Regions from separate parts of the Oryzias latipes genome. Here region 1 is linked to region 2. Evidence: chromatin contacts called from public Hi-C data. All regions are on one chromosome and are shown on one strand. Each heading gives the region's core, a stretch centred on a gene start, on an enhancer-like site or on the middle of the called end of the contact. The rest is flanking DNA. Distances are from core to core; before and after follow the strand shown.

Region 1 (2,700 bases), core at 3-2,502, 36 kb after region 2:
AGCCCTTCCTTGAACTGATACCATTCTCACTGGGCAGCATATTACATCATCAAACTGCCCAAATGATGGCAGCTTTGGACCATTTTGTCTCGGTGAAGGTTGGAAATGTCCCACGGGACACACATTTGTTGTGTCCCAGCCGACGTTTACAGTGACATACCTTGCATAACTTCACAGCTCAAGCCAGCATAGTCTTGGTGGGGGGCTCTTGTTTGCCATGTGCTGGCCCCCGTCACTGTTAAACTGCCCAGAGCCACAAAGCAATCCATGACTGAAAGCAGCTGGGGCCTCCCAAATGTTTTATATTTCTCCTGAAACCAAACATCAGCTGGGAGAGACGGCTCTAAAATCTGGGGGCTATTATCCGATTTTGAAGGTGAAAAGTAAAGAAGATATAGTTAGAGCTGTAGGAACTTAGTTACGGAGATTCTGAAATGTTTAGGCAAAACAGTGAAAAGCTGTTAGGAGGTGGTAAATCTGTCACTGCTCTGTAAATCTTTTGCTGCTAAGAAATGGAAGAAGAAGCTTTGCCTCAACCCCAACAAGGCCTGGTTTCCCCTTGTGTGCAGATGCATTGTGACTGTGTGGGTGTGCGACATGGTCCTGTGCAGATAAAAGTGATGCTTTATGCAGATAAAGTACCAGTCTGGTGGGGCGTCTGCAGATGACCTCAAAAGCACAAGCTTTCACTGTTTCCGGGTTTCGTTATGAGTGTTGCTGCAGGGGCGACTGTGTGAATACCCCAGGATTGAGAGCATGAGGAGCCGTGTGAGCCGGGCTGAGCTGCTTTAATAGCTTCCAGAGGCTGGATGCTTGTTAGCCAGGAATAACATATCAGCTTACAAAGTGCTGAGGAGTTCAGTTCCTGTGTCAGTGAGGTTATCGGTGCTGTGAGCGTGGACCCGTTGAGCTGGTTGGGCTGCAACAATACGTATCCACATATTTCACCCTCAGAAGGGGAGAGTCTAAGACACAGCAACAAAAAACAGACTCTGATCCGAAAAGAGACTAATGCTTCAAAAACCACCATCTTTTATACCAGAAGTGGATTAAAGAAATCCTTTAATCTATCCAATGTGCCTCCTGGCGGATCCGCTTTTCCCTTTTCTTATTTTATGTCACAACATCAGAGGGAATAACAATACTTTTGGTTTTAGTTAAGTACAGGATGAGTGAAGCATCCCAGCCTGGCCTCTGTGATGGTCTGAGTGAGCCCAACAGCCCGCCGGTCCCCCCCACCCCTCACCCCTGCATGGGCCCTCACCACATTTACCAAGCTGGATGGTAATAAAAGGTTTCAGCTCTGCTTTTTCTGGAACAGGAAAGCACAGATTATATTTACAAAGGGGGGGGGGGTGCACAGAGATGCAGACAGAGAGAGGAAGAACGGTTCTATATGGTATTCTCTGAATAACTGGCGTATAGAAATAGGAGTAATGTAAAAGGAATTAATGATAATTATGTCCCACCAGCAACAATGCAGAAGATTTAAAGCAATAATTTATCATGGATGGATATATTTGTTTGTTTTTATCACTCTAAATTATCTGCTTCCATGGATATTGGATTTCACTTTCTTACTACAAAACATAGTTTTCAGCTGAAACTCTTATTTAAAACAAAAACTTTGCATGCACACTGCAAAAACTGAATCTGAAGAGAGTAAAAAGAGAAAAAGAAGAGAACATTTTTCAATAGCAAAAAAATATTAAAACATGTCTTATTGACTAGAATTGTTTTCCTAAAGTATAAATTTTGGCATTCGCAGCTTTATTTCCTCATTTCAATAAAATCTGCCATTAGGGTTAGAATTATTGATTTATTTCTAATTTGTCTGTTTTTGCAGTGCAGATTTTAGTTTAAAATCAGCCAACTTCGGTGAATTTATCAACTTCCTTTTATTTTCTTTGCAGGAAATTCTTTTACAAAGGAAGTTTGCAGCTTTCTTTTCATTTGAAGTGAAGCTAGATGAAAACACTAAAAAAATGTGTGCCAGTGTAGGCAAAGAGTCCACAACAGGACACAATGGAGTGGTGTAATGAGGTATTTTCAGCCCTTGTGCTAAGTACTTTACAGCCACTTCTACATCAGTTACTGATCCAGTGAGTCTGCATTTATGCAGCCTGGCTTAACTCTGTGACAGCTAAAGATTAGATTGTCTTTTGCGTCATCTCTTCTTGTCAAGTTTTGTTTATCTGCAGATTTGCAGTTCTCAGAGCACCCCAGAGGAAATGTTTCAGAGCATTTTATTTGGAAAAGCATCAAATTTAAGTCGATTGAGGGTGATAGAATCCCAAGTTTCTCTTCTAAACCATAAAAGGTTGGATTTTCCCCACTACCCAGTTCCCTACTGAGAAGACAAAAGTAGTTTTACATGCCCACGCGGCCTCTGAGTGGAAGTGAGGCGAGCTCTTCTGAGAATCCGTGTGTGCCGGTTCAGCTCCTGACCACTTTCTGAACGAGTTAATTCTCATGACTCACCCTAACCACGCAGCTGGTCATCCCGCCCACTTACTCCTTTCTCCCCTCTGCCTCGATGTGGGAACGCTCTTTCTTCCACAATGTCCGCCAAGATGAACTCATCCCAAACCTTTGCTGCATGAACAGAAGAGGCTTTCATGAAAGTTCTCTCTAATGTGGAACAAAAATACATGAAACATGAGCGAGCCTGTCTGTGACCTTTAGACGGACTTCAGGGTT
Region 2 (2,700 bases), core at 160-2,659:
AGCGTTTGCCCTCTCTGGGGAGCATTTTTATTCACTGACTCACAGGGCCACAGCGTTAGGCCAAGTTTGGACAGAACACCATACATAAAATCTCCAACGTTGTTTCATTGTGGCAGCAGTGAGTTTTTTCCTCTCTGCAAAGCTGTTTGTCCTCCGCTGCTGAAAGAGGAGGTCTGAGGATGGAAGGAATGCAGATGTTGTGTTTTAAAGCACAGCCTGTACCACACTGACCGACGGTCAGGAGGCAGGGGACTAGCCGGGGTGACTGATTATCTCTGATTTTGCGAGTAAAAGTCAAGGATGTTGGCTGTGTTTCTCCTGCAGTCTGGTTCGCTCACACACAACTGCCCTTAATAAGTCTGGCAACTTTTTTCAAACTTCCTGCTTTATCCCTCCCGCAACTTGTCTTGGCAATGCCAAACTTCCAAAGTATTCACTTTGGCCGTCACTCCTGTGAGAAAATGTCATAGTGTGTCGGACATAAAGAAGAAGAAAAAGAGGTTGTCGGTGCAAAAATTCAGACAAACAAGAAACAAAAGCTGAAAGAAAACACAGAAACACAGAATTACACTTCAGTATACATTTACTTAAGTAAGTAAATACTCTACTTAAGTACCGGTACTAGTTTTGAGTGTTTGTACTATGATTCTTCCGAATATATTTTGCAGCATAATATGAGATTGTTATACTGTGATACAGATATTTTAGGATTTCGGAAATGGTTTTTATGATTAAATTATCAATTTTTTGTGCTTTTTTTTGCTTTTATATTCAATTTTCCATGAATAAACAGCTATTTACTGTTTACAGTTCAGAGATGTGAAATAAATATATATAATGAATTAAAAAAATATTCATAGGAAATATTCTCACATCTTAAGTGCAGTAAAGATGTATTTGTGGAGTAAATATAATCATAAATATCTGTACTTTGAGTCAGGTGACGCAACACTGGAAATATAAAGTAGCTCACCAACTCATGTGCAGCCAGAACTACCTCTCATGAGGATTTCCAACTGTCAACAAACCCAGAGGTCAGCGGACCACCTGGTTCTGGTAACGCCGGAGAAGCATGAGATGGTTTGCTTTGACTGAAACCTGGCACGCCTGAGCTTCTCCATTTACGCTCAGGGCACAATTTGTCCAAACAGCTGCGCGAAATGAGGAATAAGATGTGCATGAAATCTCCTAAATCAGCTCTGGAGACGTTCACACGCCTCCTCATAGCTGTGAGGTCCTTTTTTTTTATTTTTAGCGGCCTTCTCTGAATACAGACATTTGTCAGCGTGGTTGTTGGGACTTGAAAGAACCACAATAAATTGTTGTCTGACATCTGAAGCAAGTGTTTCAATTACATGCACTGACCCCGCTGACCTGACAAGTAAAGAGGACCAACTGGTCCCTGGACAACTTGGGGGTCAGACCCCCAAGGGGTTTGGATGTATATTTAGAGGTCAAACTGCCACTCTGAGGGCACCTCAGACTGGGGCCCCTCATCATCAAACAAACGCACAAATATGTGCACTTATGCATGGAGACACAAAAAGTGAAGAATTTCAGTCATTTACTGCAGGAAAAATGATGCAACAAAGTTTCCTGTCACCTTCAGCTGCCACGGCAACCCATGTCAGGATCCGTTCTCATCGGACGAGCTCGGCCCTGACTGGTGCATTCCTTCCCGTCAGCAGCCCACTCGGTGGGTGTCTTTTTAGCCTCCATATGTCTCCCAGCCCCCTGACCTCCCTGCCATCCCTGGACAGCAACAGCTCAACCGATGTGACACCGGTGGGAATCCCGGAGAGGCTGGTGTTTGTTGGAAATGTGCACGCTCTGTTGGTTCGTTTTTTTTTCAACAGTCGATGTCTTGGGGGTGTATTTTTCATTGGAAGGAAGCTTTTGTCTCTGGGAGTGCGTAGGAGGTGCAGGATGATAGATTACAGGGTTCTATGTGTTAAGCTGATTTCACCTGGATGTGGCTTCGCCGTAAACTCACTCTTCAGGTGGAGCTACCCTCTGAGGCGGAGTCGCTGCTTGGCATCTTTATGACCGTCAAGTTCCTGACTCGCCCGAACTTTTCAGCATAACTCTTTAAATAATGTGAACTTTTACACCAAGTATCCTGAGCACCATCTGCCAGTAAATGACAGGATGTGAGATGATCTGTGAGAAGCACGGACAGTATGCTGACACACCGACTGCAGCTTCCTGTCCTGCTTCCCGAAGAAAGGAGGAATCCACGTCAGCCTCCTCCATGGACCTTAAAGACCCACAGCGATGAAAATTGTGGGTTTTGGTGTCTTTAACGTGTTCTTACGGCACTTTTATGAAGAAGATTAGGCTTTAAATTGCATTTCTGAGTTTGTCTTTTTTTTAAATTGCTGTGAATCAGGAGCAGATGAAAAAATGCTGTCGGAAACAGAGGTTTTTAGTGACGAACCACATGCGACTAGATCCATGTTCGTTTTCAGAAGCGTACATGCTCACATAGGTGCACAAATACAAACACACATTAATGATATTCCCTACTGTTTGAACAGGAGCACAAAAACCAGTAGGTGCATCCATCCGTCTTTCTGGCAGCGTAATCTTGGTGAGTAAGAGTGACAAAAGCCGTGCAGGCCCCGACAAGCACACAGCGTAGGCACGATGACTTTTATTTTTGTGTGTGTGGGAAAAATGCTGCACATGGATACTTTAAAA

Evidence for each region. A called contact is a pair of places that touch in the nucleus more often than the background predicts.
Region 1: a Hi-C map of gastrula embryo shows a contact between it and region 2, with 2.1 times the contacts expected there. The contact joins two enhancer-like sites. A contact is called at or near these places in 3 of 5 Hi-C or Micro-C datasets (embryo, fibroblasts and gastrula embryo).

Annotation. Positions count from the first base shown.
Region 1 is chr8:21,155,724-21,158,423 of ASM223467v1, forward strand. No RefSeq gene overlaps it. Among protein-coding and RNA genes, the nearest start is that of LOC101162295, 17 kb to the right of the region's middle. Within about 2 kb of position 1,253, at least 2 of the 8 cell types and tissues checked have an H3K27ac peak or open chromatin away from gene starts, as enhancers often do.
Region 2 is chr8:21,120,047-21,122,746 of ASM223467v1, forward strand. No RefSeq gene overlaps it. Among protein-coding and RNA genes, the nearest start is that of LOC100301608, 5.2 kb to the left of the region's middle. Within about 2 kb of position 1,410, at least 3 of the 8 cell types and tissues checked have an H3K27ac peak or open chromatin away from gene starts, as enhancers often do.